2 separate regions of the Mus musculus genome follow, and region 2 is linked to region 1. The links are chromatin contacts, called in public targeted proximity ligation maps. All regions are on one chromosome and are shown on one strand. The core of a region is the stretch at or near the end of the contact, and the rest is flanking DNA. Distances in the headings are between cores, read along the strand shown. Region 1 overlaps C330002G04Rik (a long non-coding RNA gene). Region 2 has its middle 32 kb from the start of Mir1192.

Evidence for each region.
Region 2: a targeted proximity ligation map of embryonic stem cells shows a contact between it and region 1, with 8 read pairs. A contact is called at or near these places in 8 of 130 datasets of targeted methods (embryonic stem cells and stem cell-derived neural progenitor cells).

The regions. Positions count from the first base shown.
Region 1 is chr19:23,038,134-23,045,185 of GRCm38.p6, reverse strand. The region is part of intron 5 of C330002G04Rik (a long non-coding RNA gene); the gene reads left to right. Among named protein-coding and RNA genes, the nearest start is that of C330002G04Rik, 34 kb to the left of the region's middle.
Region 2 is chr19:23,177,828-23,184,879 of GRCm38.p6, reverse strand. No RefSeq gene overlaps it. Among named protein-coding and RNA genes, the nearest start is that of Mir1192, 32 kb to the right of the region's middle.

The sequences.
Region 1 (7,052 bases), core at 1,621-4,120:
TCCCAAGAAGGAGGAACAAATATCAGAGGAAATGGAGAAAAGCCGTTGTTTGGTCATCAGTCTCCTTAATGAAGTCCAGAAGTGATAAGGGGAACTGTGAAAACACGCAGGATGCTAAATTGATTTATTCTGAGAACTGCTGCAACAGGCATTTATTTTCCCACACTTTCTTGGAAAGAATTCTTAGGTCCTCCCCCTCATCATTGCACAAGACATCTTATAATGGCCTCTCAGATGTGGGGGACAGACTCCCGAGAACAAAACAACAAAGCAAATCAAAAGGTTGCAATAGTGATTTCTTCAGATTTATGAAGCCATAGTATCTTGGCATCCGGAAGTAAATTGAGACAAACAAGGGAACCACGGCGACGTCGGTGCGGCACGAGTACCCACCAAAGTGGGTACATCTGTGTCCCATCAGCTCATCCCCCGAGTGAAGCAAAATTGGAATGGGCACCGCCCACTCTGTTCTGGTTTCCCTGGGCTTTCCTGCTTCGTGTTTGGAGTGTTTGGAGTTAATCTAAATGTTAGACTAGGAGAAGGATGTTGGTGTCGTTAGTTCTGTCCTCAATGTGCAAGCGAGAAACTGAGTTGGAAGGCTGAGCTCAGATTCTAGTGACAGAGCGCAAGTCACCATAAACACACCATAAGGACACTCTCACCCATATTTAAACCCTACTTTTTTTTTTCCCCCTCTGCAGAATCCCAGTTTGAACTCTTGACTCTTTCAATAGTGACTGAGATGACTAAGATGAGGTTTCCTGGGCTAGACCCAGTGGCGAGTATATGATATATACCTAGGCTTAGTCAGGTAGAAGTGGGGGACTGCAGCCCATGTTTGGAGAAAGATTATTTTCTGTTTTTTTCCACTACCTCCAAACCCTTTCACCATGAAGGGTTGGCGGTACTGTCTGGTATTAGCCCACACTCTACTCCTCTGAAGTGAGGGGTGCTTATCATTGTACCCACAATTCTCTCTCAGTGCGCATTAAGCAAGGCTGTTGTTCCATGGGACATCCGGGCACACATCTGTGCACAAGGAACTTACCTGACTTCTCCAGGTTGCTAAATAGAGCTGGTGATTAGCCATATCATGGCAGTAGTTGGTTCTGTGAGTCTGCCTTTGGCCATGGGAACTTCTGCTGATTCCCAATAGGACATGGCTGCCATCATCAGCACATGGCTAATGAGACAGAAGAGGAAGAAATTACCTGCAGCAGCCAAGATCTGTTAGATGCAAGGGACAGATGATGCAATACAAGCTTCCCAAGTAACAAAAATATACAGGCTTTGGATAGGGGTGTGGCTCAGTGGCAAGATATATACTTAGGCTGTGGCTGGCCTTGAGTTCAACTTCCAGCACTGAGATAGGTGGGGTAAGAGATATAAAATGAGGGAAATAGGAAGTACTTGGATGTGAGATCCATCTGAGGTTTGAATGTCACCAGGGCCCTTTATAGTCACTTCCTGGGCTTGAGATCAGTGAGAAAGAGAGCATCTCTGTCCATTCCCAGTCCCCAAGGCTGCAGTTGTCCTTCCTTGGCTCTGGTGCAGTCATGTGCTTATTCCTGGCCTAACAGTAGGGCTCTGCAGTGTTCAAAATGGCCAGACAGAGGCTAAAGAATGTGAATGGAGGGGCTGGAGAGATAGCTCAATGGTTAAGAGCACTGACTGCTCTTCCAGGGGTCTTGAGTTCATTTCCCAGCAACCACATGGTGGATCATAACCATCTGTAATGGGATCTGACACCCTCTTCTGATATGTTTGAAGACAGTTATCTCTTTCTTTCTTTCTTTCTTTCTTTCTTTCTTTCTTTCTTTCTTTCTTTCTTTCTCTCTCTCTCTCTCTCTCTCTCTCTCTCTCTCTCTCTCTCTCTCTCTCTCTTTCTTTCTTTCTGTCTCTCTCTTTCTTTCTTTCTGTCTCTCTCTCTCTTTCTTCCTTCCTTTCTTTCTTTCTTTCTTTCTTTCTTTCTTTCTTTCTTTCTTTCTTTCTTTCTTTCTTTCTTTCTCTTTTGGTTTTTCGAGACAGGGTTTCTCTGTATAGCCCTGGGTGTCCTGGAACTCACTTTGTAGACCAGGCTGGCCTCGAACTCAGAAATCTGCCTGCCTCTGCCTCCTGAATGCTGGGATTAAAGGCATGCGCCACCACACCTGGCTTGAAGATGGTTATAATTGTACATAAAAGAAATAAATCTTTTTTAAAAAATGTAAATGTAAACTAGATACAAGACTTTAAGGAAAACCACTGCTTTGTATCCCAGGATGCTTGTGGGTGAGTGCTGGTTATCCCTTTTCTTTACTTAGGAGTTTTTCCAAATGTGCATATTTTATGAGTTTATCTTTTGTTTCTCTTGTGAGAAGAGCAGAGAATTTGAAATCAGAAGGCTGGGCTCACAGGGGCAGTGCTTAGAATCCCAGCTCCAAGGTTACATGGAAAAGAATAGATTTCCGTAGGAGAACCTGGTTTTGCCCTGAGCCCCACGGAGATAGATCTCCTACCGGAAGTGACCTTTGAAAATGGGAAGGACTTGTCACAGATGGATTGTCACTCTGACTGGGATTATTATCTTTATCTCTTCTGAAGTACTCCCACTCCTGTGAAAGGCTTGTTTTTTGTTTTTTTTTTTCAAGAGCTGAAGTGCTGAGTACCATTAACAGCTTGAAGAATCTAGGCAGGGCTACTGTAGAGCTCTTCTCCCACCCCTAGGCAGGGCAGTCCCCAGGAAACAATGTATCCCTGTGCCAAGCAGATTGCAGCATCTTTGTGCAAGGAAAAAGCCCCCTCCCGCAGAGACCCTCTAGGCTTACTCAGTTATGTTGCAGGGTAGGGCCTTTTTTTTTTTTTTTTTTTTTTTACAGTAGCCACACCCTTCGTAAGAAGGGCGGTTGAGGGTGTGCTATAAAGTTAACTACCTGCTATGCTGTACTCTGTTATCACAATCTTAGGGAAGAACCATGGAACAAGTTGAAGTCTTAAAGGCTTACTCCCCATTTTAACGGCAAAATTCATCAAGGACTACTTACCACTGTCCCCTTTCGAGCCTTTTCACTTCAGGCTGCCAGAGAGAGCCGTGTAGGTTCTGTCCTCTAGTTAAGTGCCCAGCAGGGAGTGATCAGGATTGTGCTGGCCTTTTCCCGTGCTCACCTGCACTGCATTCCAACTAAAGGGGTTGAACCTTTCCTCTTTAACTGGGTTGATGAGTGCTTTTTCCAGAAGGTGGCAATCCTTTAAAATACAGGCAGTAGCTGGCTAGTGTTGGAATGTCAGGGTCTGAGTCCTCTAAAAGGCACGCATTTGCGTGTGCATGCTTGTGCATGGGTGTGTGTGTGTGTGTGTGTGTGTGTGTGTGTGTGTGAGTGTGTGTGTGTGAGAGAGAGAGAGAGAGAGACAGAGACAGAGACACAGAGAGAGACAGAGAGACAGAGAGAGAGAGAGAGAGGAGTTAGGGGTGGCGGATGGAGAGATACACAGACACAAAACCTGAACAATGTGGCAGCCAGCCACCTGGCCTCTGGAAGCAAGGATATGAACCAGATTCAACCAGCTCTGAGGATCTAGGGACTTCATTAGCCTTTATATTACTAAGGCAGACTGTTTTCCTGTTTTTGAGATATTTTTGCTTTTGGAGGTCAGAGGGCAGTTATGTAGAGGCAAAGGCCATGTTGCTGTATTGCTCTGTAAAACTTTACCTCTTATACCTCAGCCGTGGGGTCTTTGGGGTTCTTAGAGATGCCTGGCTCTAACAGAAAAATTTCAATACAATCTTAGCCACCATGACATCAGGGGTAGCTTGGTCGACTCTGGTGTCATTTTGAAGCATGATCTGTTTGTCTCTCTGTCTCTGTGTCTAGCTCTCCCCTTCCTTCCTTTTCCCACAAGAGCCACACTGAACCCAGAGCCCCCCGTATGGCATAGATCTTTACCTCTGAGTCACATCCTCATCTGTCTCCCTTCTTTTTAATTAGTTATTTGTTTTATGAGTGTAGGTGATTTGCCTGCATGTGTGTCTGTGTATCAGCATACAGTGCCCACAGAGGCCAGAAGAAGGGGTTTAAACAGTCATGTGGGTGCTGAGAATTGAACTTGGGTCCTCTGGGAGAGCAGCCAGTACTTGGTCTCCTCACTCTTCTTTACACTGTCTGCTGCACTGGCTTTCATCCTGTACTCCGTGCTTGCTTTTGTTGGCTAGTTTTCTTGTTGGGTTCCCAATAAAGACAATCTCTTCTTCCCTCTCCTCATCATGCGGTGGAAGGCACCAGGAAGCCTGGCCACCTCACTTCTTTGCTCTCTTCATTCTCTCTGTCTCGAAGATGTCGTTCCCAGTCCTCTTCCCTTCTATCTTTTCACCCATTGCTTGATGGAACTATTTATTATCCTGCTCTATTTTCCTTTGCAACCAGCCTCATTTGAAACACCAGCCATAAAAGAAACCTTGGGGTGTGTGTGTGTGTGTGTGTCTGGAGAGATGGCTCAGCGGTAAAGAGCACTGACTGCTCTTCCAAAGGTCCTGAGTTCAAATCCCAACAACCACATGGTGGCTCACAACCACCTGTAATGGGATCTGATGCCCTTTTCTGGTGTGTCTGAAGAACTACAGTGTACTTGTATACACAAAATAAATAAATAAATCTTAAAAAAAGCAAAAACAAAAAACTTCTGAAAACACCGCACAAATTCACAGGCACTCTCAACTCAGCCAAGGTAGGCGTCGAGTTATCTCCATTTGGACCGCTGGGTAAACTCACTATAATCTGATACCTGGGACTCAGAACTGCTGGATGCATCGATGACTCATCAGATCTCTAGATTACTATTAGATTCCATCAGTTCCAGAACTCTGGTTGGAAACCACAGGCAGGGAAGAAGTCAGGGTATTAACCAGCCAGGTGGCCTCAGAGTGATATATCCGTTACTTTTGTATAGTCATAGTTTAAATACCCAGAAAAAACAACCAAAAGGTTTTGGCTCATAGTTTAAGATGGCTTGTATTGGTCACTTGGCACCATGGTTCCGTGCCTGCAGTGAGGCCGAGCATCATGGAAGTGGAGTAGGGGAATGCAGAAGAGGAAGCTGTTCATGTCATGGAAGATAGTGAGAGAGAGAGAGAGAGTGAGAGTGAGAGAGAGAGGGAGAGTGAGAGTGAGAGAGAGAGGGAGAGGGAGAGGGAGAGGGAGAGGGAGAGGGAGAGGGAGAGGGAGAGGGAGAGGGAGAGAGACAGAGAGTGACAGAGAATGGAGAAGGATAGAGACCAGGCATAAGCTTCACAGGTGCTGACAGTGACCTACTTAATACGTGAGCTTATGAAGCCATTTCATATTTGGCTATAACCATTGGGCATCCTTCTGGAGACTATGGACTCTGTGCTTTTACTACAGCAACTGTCTCCTTCTGAGTCTACCAATGCCAGTCTTCCTTCCTGCTGTTGCCTCTGAGAGTTTTCTTCTCTTGTCTGTCATTATGGAAATAGTCCTGTCCTCTTTATCTCTTCACCCTGTGTGAAGATGGCATCTTCTCCTTGATGGTCTTGTCTGGGGTCCCAATTACTGCTTTTGATAAAGACTTGTGGACTTTCCCTACCTTGGTGTCTAGTTTGGGTTTCCATTGCTGTAAAGAGACACGATGACCAAGGCAGCTCTTATAAAGGACAACATTTAATTGGGGCTGGCTTACTGGTTCTGAGGTTCAGTCTATTATCATCATGGCAGGAAGCATGGCAGCATACAGGCAGGCAGGGTGCTGGAGGAGCTGAGAGTTCTACATCTTGTTCTGATAGCAAACAAAGGCTGGCTTCCAGGCAGCTAGGAGGAAGCTCTCAAAGCCCACCCCTACAGCGACACACTTCTTTCAACAAGGCCTTACATACCTACAGCAGCAGGTGCCTCCTAATGGTGCCACTCCCTTGGGCCAAGCGTGTTCAAGCCACCATACTTGGTACTTGGGATATCAAAGCTCTCCTTACTTTCTGTGCATTCCAGTTTACTATAGATTTGCCTGGTGGGGCTACAAATTGAATCCTATCTAACTTAATATACATCTCTTTTTTACTTAAGGGCAGGAGCCTGAGGAGGTAGGTGGGGTGTGCTCCTTCCCTGCCTGCCTGCTCTGCCAGGCTTTTCCTTTTGCTAGAGGGGCAGGAGGATAGAGGAACGAACACATCTTTATTTAATAAGTAGGTACCGAATGAAGTGTTGTTGGCTTTCCTAACCATGTCTCTGTTTCACACTGAGGCTGCATCAGAGATGCCAGGAGGCCAAGTGTTGACCTCTCCAAGATGGAGAGGATGATGCTGAAGTAGGAAGCCACATGGAGCCGGGTGGTGGTGGCACACACCTTTAATCCCAGCACTCGGGAGGCAGAGGCAGGCGGATTTCTGAGTTCGAGGCCAGCCTGGTCTACAAAGTGAGTTCCAGGCCGGCCAGAGCTATACAGAGAAACCCTGTCTCGAAAAACAAAAAACAAAAACGAAACAAAAGAAAAAAAAAAAGGAAGCCACATGAATTTGAATGAATCCCACATCAGCAGCTTACTCTCTTCTAACTCTGTGTCCACTGCAGGTCAACAGAGGCTCTGTTCATGCTCACTTGGACTCAAGTTCAGAGGACAGAGTCTGCACCGGAGGGAGCAAGAGTTCCCAGAAGACCTTGTATCAGGGTTTATATGACCAGTTTTGCATTTGCTGGGCAAGAGCTGACTAGTCACATGCTCCCACCCACACAGAAGGAAGTCCAACCTCACTTTGCCCAGAATGGGACACTTTGTGCTTTGGGAATGTTTGGGGATGGAACCGATGGTTGAGTGGCTCAATGTGTGTGTGTGTGTGTGTGTGTGTGTGTGTGTGTGTGTGTATACACACATGTGTGCAATGGACGCAGATTTATGTGTATCGTAATGGGTGTGTGTGCATGTGTATGTGTGTATCGTGATGTGCTTGTGTATTGTATATGTGTTTGAGTTGTGATATGTGTGAATTGTGATGTGCATGTCTGTGTGTGTGTGCATGTGTGTTTGTATTGTGATGTGTGTATTGTAATGACTGTTTAGCCTGGCCTTGT
Region 2 (7,052 bases), core at 3,085-5,584, 140 kb before region 1:
GCTGCACAAAGGCCCATCCTCCGTGATTCCAGATCACATTGACTGTGAACACCACACTAGGCGATCTCCTTTGAGTGGCCCAGCATTCACAGCCACACTGTTTGAGGAGGGGAGGGTGTTTGGTTCCTGGTGATTTTTATCTGTACTCCCTCCTCCATTTCAGTTTGCTCCAGTGGAAGATTGAAACTGCAAGCACCTGACCACCTAAAGCAATCTCACCCTACTCCTCTACGGCCAGTAAAATCCCTGTGTTGGTCTTTTGAGCTGTTTGGAGAAACTTAGGAGGCCCAGCTCAATTCTTATCTGTTCATATCTTCTGTGTGAGTGTGTGTGTGTGTAAGAGAGAGAGAGAGAGAGAGACTTGCCCTGCCTTACTGTGTAATGCCACCTCTAAATTTCTCATAAGCTTGGTGCACTGCCAATTCTTGTTGCTTTAATATAGGCACTAACAGTTCTCACTATCCCATCTTCTATTTGTATTTCTCTAATACTATCAGTATTTTAGATTTTTTTTTAAACATCATTTGTATTTCTGTGTATGTGTGCACGTACATGCAGGTACATACACAGGCCAGAGGCATTAGGTCGCCTGGAGCTGGAGTTAAGGCAGTTGTGAGGCAGCCAGCTGGAAAGCAGCTTGGGTCCTCTGAAGACCGTTAATTACTCTTGACTGCTGAGCCTTCCCTCCAGCCCCTTAATATTTTAATAGTCTCCCTTTTTATGATTTATGCTCTTCTGGTTTCACTTGCCTCTTGCTCCAGTTTGTCTAATACACTTTTTATTCATTTCAAAGAGCTTCTAGAACACTACGGAGAAGCAGACAGATTGAGTGATAAATAGGCAATTCTGGTCATGGGCTTGCAGCTTTGCTTCTTTGGCCTTAACAAATGATGCTAACCTACTTAAAGGGGATATTATAATTACTGCGTGTAATTTTACATTTTAACAGTAATGTGTTTGCTTTATGCCAGGCATGGTAAGACATCTACCCTTAGAATCTCATCCCTCGGGGAGATTGCCATGAGCTTAAAGCCAGCCTGGCTACTGAGTACCAGGCCAGCTAGGGCTAAAAACCAAGAACCTATCTCAAGAACAAGACTTGGGCTATAACTCAGTTGGTAGTGTTTGCCTAGCATGCTCAAAGTCCCGGACCCATCCCTAGCACTCCATGACCTATGTACAATAACCCACACCTGTAATCCCCAGGCTGCAGAGGTAGAGATGGAGACGAAGGAGACCAAAGGCATCCTCAGCATCCAAGTTCTCAGGCAGAGTAGGAATGAAACACTTTCCTCCCAGGCCTGGTGCTGCTCATCCAGTCTCCCTCCTGGGCACCTGAGGCAGGACTGTTGGGAAGGCCACTTCGGCCTACACAAAACCCATCTCAACCAGAGAGTAAAATAATAAGTGGTGTCAAATGAAAACGTGGATAAAGTATCCAATCACTACACTAAAGCTACATGGGGAGTTCCTCTCTGACTTCAACCCCTCCCCTCCCCTCCCCCATACACACGTCACAGAGAAAATCACATCAAGCCTTTATTAGGTAGCCTTCCAAAAGTTTGCAAAGCAAACGAATAGATAGATAGAATAACTTAAGGCCCACAGACAGGGCTTTCTACATAGAAGCACTTGCTACCAACCTGAGTTGAATCCAAAGAACACACCCACAGGGTAGAAGAAAGACCAATGCCCAAAATTGTCTTCTGACCATCACACACACACACACGCACGCATGCTGTAGACATTCCCCAGCCACATAAATGAATGCATTAATGAGTGAATGAATAAGTGGGACAAAAATAAAGCCCATGGTCATCTTTTAAACTATGCTGTTATACATGTTATATGTTTGTATGCTTACCTGTTTAAATGTAGACTTATGTTTATCTTATGTGGTCTATACTTGTAATCAGTACTTAGGAGGCAGAAGGATCAAGAGATCAAGATACTGGTCATGGTGGCACATACCTTTTTTTTTTAAGACTTTATTTATTATTATATGTAAGTACACTGTAGCTGTCTTCAGACACACCAGAAGAGGGCGTCAGATCTCATTACAGATGGTTGATGAGCCCCCATGTGGTTGCTGGGATTTGAACTCAGGACCTCTGGAAGGGCAGCCAGTGCTCTCAACGGCTGAGCCATCTCTCCAGCCCTGGTGGCACATACCTTTAAAGGATTTTATTTATTTTATATATGTGAGTACACTGTCCTCAGCCACACCAGAAGAGGGCATCAGATCACATTGCTGTGGTCGTGAGGCACTATGTGGTTGAGGGAATTGAACTCAGGACCTCTGGAAGAGCAGTTGGTGCTCTTACCCACTGAGCCATCTCTCCATCTGGCACATAACTTTAATTCCAGCACTTGGGAGGCAGAGACAGGTGGGTCTCTGAGTTCAGGCCAGCTTTGTCTACATAGTGAGTCCAGGACAGCCAAAGATACATCAAGAGTCAGCCTCAAAAAGAAAAGCCTTGAAGGTTATATTCTGCTGTATAGCAAGGTACATTGCTTACAGAATGCACCTTGAGCCGGCGTGGTGGCGCACGAAGTGAGTTCCAGGACAGCCAGGGCTACACAGAGAAACCCTGTCTCGGAAAACCAAAAAACAAACAAACAAAGTGCACCTTGGCAGTTTGCTCCCTGTCATGCATAATTGTCTCATTCTTTTCAGGTGGTTTTCTATTGTGTTTTCCAGATCTGTCGTAACAGCCACACATGTGACCTCTCTTGGATCCATGAGACCCTGTTTAAAAAAAAAAAGCGAAAATTATGTATATACTTTTATATATATATATGTGTGTGTGTCTGTGAATATGTGTACATACTAGTAAAATGGTATCTATATACTATAATAACCAAAATGATGTATATACTGTCATATGTACATGTTATTAGTGTAGTATATACAGACTATATACAATAACCAAAAACTATGTCATATATAAGTGCACTATATGTAATAGTATATAACATGCTTTCTTAAAAGCTTCACAAATAGAAATATAATAATGTACTCATGAGATTCAGAGACCTTACCTGCCCTGATTTCTGGCATTTGTTCCCTATCATACATACTGTCTCATTCTTTTCTGCTTTTTCTTTTTTTTTTTTTTTTTTTTGGCTTTTTCCAGATCTGTCATAACAACTTCTCTGGTAAATAGTTAGGTTGTGTCTTCTCCACAGACAGTAAGTGAGAAGTCTGACAATTCCTCACATTCTAGTGCTCAATCAAAAGATTTTGGACTTTGCAGGAATGTGAAATAAAAATTGATCATCTTACTTGTAATTTGAGATTTTTCTTTTTGAATAAAACATCAAAGCTATTTGAACGTAAATATATATATATAAACTAAGAGCAAGCGTACAGTTCTTTCATCAACTTAGTAGGGGTTAAGGTGGCTACTTTTATGGGTCTTAATCGAGGCCTGGTGGTGCCTGCCTGTAGCCCAGCACTAGGGAGAGGGGGCCAGGAGGAACAGAAGTTCTGGGTTATCATCTACTATGTAGTGAGTTCAAAACCAGCCTTGGGCTACACGAGACGCTGTCTCAAAAACAACAACAAAGTTTTTCTACTTTATAAATTTCTCTAGAATGAGCAGATATCAATATGTGAAGCAGTTGCAGAAAATAATGATTTTTTTAAAGCAATTTGCTTTTAGGCGATTTACTTAAAGAGAACATTTTCAGATGATGAAACTATTGCTTAAGCAGCAGAATAAGTCTAAATAATTTAAAACTCAGATACATCCAGAGGAACCTAAAAGCCTGGTGGGGGTTGAAATCTGTGCTTCATTCAAATTACAACCTGTCTTTACCCCACATCCACTACTGAAAAAATGGTTAAAAACTGACTATTGGTCAATAAAACATCATGAAGCTGTTTGGTGTCTAATTAACTAGACACCAGCCCATAAGAGATCTGAAGGAATCATCTCAGGCCTTTGGTACTTGAACATTTTTCTCACCAACTTGTAGAAACTTAGCAGATTCGTGGGGGAATCTTTGCTTGAGAGGTAAGACAGGACAAACAAGAGTGTGGTCTGCCACACGAGAGTGAGGCGCCGAGTCTATCCCGCAGAGCCCACAGAAAAAGCCAGGCATGATGGTGCATGCCTTTAATCTCATTTCTGGAAAGTAAACACAGATGCATCACGGGACTCACTGTCCAGCTAGGTTAGACTAATCCAGGGGCCCCAAACCCCAGTGAGGAACCCTGTGTCGAAATAAAACCCAGAGAGAATGACTTGCGGGGATTGTTTGTGGTCCCACACGCACGCTTCTCACCCGCTCACAAACCAGGAAGCAAGCCCAGGGCTGAAGTGGAGATTCAGGCACAGCTGGGCAGAGACTCCACACCACATGCCCAGGCCCATCCCTGGCCCTCGGGACGGTGCCCTTCGTTTTCTCCTGCCGAGGGAGCTGCTTCTCTCAGCCGGGAAAGATAATGTTACACTCGCCTATCACTTAGCAAATGTAGAGGACAAAAGCAGCTCTTTCCCATTGAGGACGGGCCATCTGAGTGGCTGCAGGAAGACTGCTGAGACCCCAAGGAAGGGCCGGGGTGTGGGCACGCAACCCTAAGATCAGTCTAGAAACTAAGAACCTAGTGGGCATGAAGAAGGAACAGACCGATAGAATTGTGACCAAATACTTGTTTTAATTTCCTTAGTCTTATATGTTAAATTAATGTTCATGAGTGTTGCCTATGTATGTGATCTACCATATTGGTGCCGAGAACCAAGCCTGGGTCCTCTGCAAAAGCATGAAATACATTTAACCCCACAGCCTTCTCTCCAGCATCCCCAGATGCTTATTTTAAAATGGAACACTTTAGGGCTGGAAAAATGGCTCAGTGGTTAGGAGCACTGCCCCATTCACCCACGTGGCAGCTCGCAACTGTCTGTGACTCCAGTTTCAGTGGCTCTGACAGCTTGCCCAGACTTACTTGGAGGCAAATAATGCACATAAAATAAAAATAAATAAATCATTTAAAAAAAAAAAAAACAACATGAATTGCGGGGCTGGAGAGGTGGCTCAGCGGTTAAGAGCAACGGACTGCTCTTCCAAAGGTTGTGAGTTCAAATCCCAGCAACCACATGATGGCTCACAACCATCTGTAATGAGATCTTATGCCCTCTTCTTATGGTGTCTGAAGACAACTACATATTATACTTATATATAATAAATAAATAAATAAATCTTTTTTAAAAACCATGAACTGCTTTAACGTATAGTTAATAATAATGCTGTTTGATTTGGTAGCTTGTAAGCATAAGTAATCACAGCATCCAGTAGGCAAAGGTAGAAAGATTATAGTTTCAGGCCAGCCAAAACCACATAGAACACAGGCTCTCAATCTCTGGGCCTCGACTCCTATAGATAAAACAGCCCTTTTAGCCAAGCATGGTGGCACATACATGCCTTTAATCCCAGCACTCGGGAGGCAGAGGCAGGCGGATTTCTGAGTTCGAGGCCAGCCTGGTCTACAGAGTGAGATCCAGGACAGCCAGGGCTATACAGAGAAACCCTGTCTCAAAAAAAAGAAAGAAAGAAAGAAAGAAAGAAAGAAAGAAAGAAAGAAAGAAAGAAAGAAAGAAAGAAAGAAAGAAAGAAAGAAAGAAAGAAAGAAAGAAAGAAAGGAAGGAAGAAAGAAAGAAAGTGCACAAGGGGCTGGAGAGATGGCTCAGTGGTTAAGAACACCAACTGCTCTGCTGAAGGTCCTGAGTTCAAATCCCAGCAACCACATGGTGGCTCACAACCATCTGTAATGAGATCTGAAGCCCTCTTCTGGTGCATCTGAAGACAGCTATAGTGTATTTAGATATAATAATAAATAAATCTAAAAAAATAATAATAAGTTTATGTTTGGGAGTCACCACACTGAGAGAAACTGTTTTTATTAAAGATTACAGCACTAGGTTGTAAACAAGTGACAGAGCTCTAGGCCAGACTGAGCTACATAGAGAGACCCTGACCTTAGCTTTACCCACTAAGCTTCTAGCCCAGTTTTGTTATTTCGAGTCTGTTGTTTTTAGATTTGGAGTCTCACTACTTACTTAGCCCTGGCTAGTCTGGAATTTGGTAGTCTGACCTCCAACAGAAACCTGCTTGCCTCTGTCCCCACATACTAGGATTAAAGCTGAGCACCGCCCACTCAGGGGTGAGTCAGTAGACATGTTCTCATTGGGACTGCAGTAGAGTTAGGAAGAAGGTGGCTGCGCTCTAGGAAAATGGAAATTTAAATTGCAGGCAGTCTCTCTGGGAGTGCACAAACAGTGGACATTTCCTCCACAGAACACCTTAAAGTGTTTGAAGGTAGAGGCATTCCCTCAGAAGATTCTGAAGACAAACAAATGCCAATGATAAGTTTCCATAACAAAAATAAACATAGGTAAAATAATATGTGAAAGTTCATTATTTGGAGAAGTTTCACAGAGATCTATTGGCATTTCAGTGGGTGGTAATAACAGAAAATGATTTTTTTAGGATATACCTAAAAACCCTGATTACTTAGGACTAACAGAGAAACAGAAAGGGTGTCTGTTTAGGCTTTAAATTCTCTGTTACATCTGTAGAGAAGGAAACATGCTGACCCCAGAGGAGGTTTGAAACCTGAGTTCAGGTCCTTTCACATGTACTGCCCTCGACTTCTGTGAAGATGGGGAGGGCAGCTGGAGTCGTGGATAGCGGAAACATGACATGATGAACGCTAAATGCATCCAGGGGCACGAGGACTGCTGAACAAACTAAACAACCAAGCATCCCCTCTCTAGAGAGATCCTTGTCTGTTTTAGACCTGTTCTGGTTTGTCAAATGTGCATTTAATCATGCAAAATATTAGAGAATATGCCTGGCCTAAGCAAAAATATAAGACCTGCGGACACATTGAAGAAAGAATCCTGCTAAAATGAGACTCCACAACCAAAGAAACTGAGATGGGTTGGACTGGATGGGAGGGTGCTTTCCTTGTATGTGTAAGGCCCTGAGTTTGATCTCCAGAGCTGTAAATAAAGCCCAGTCACCTAGTATCCCATTGCTTTGATGAT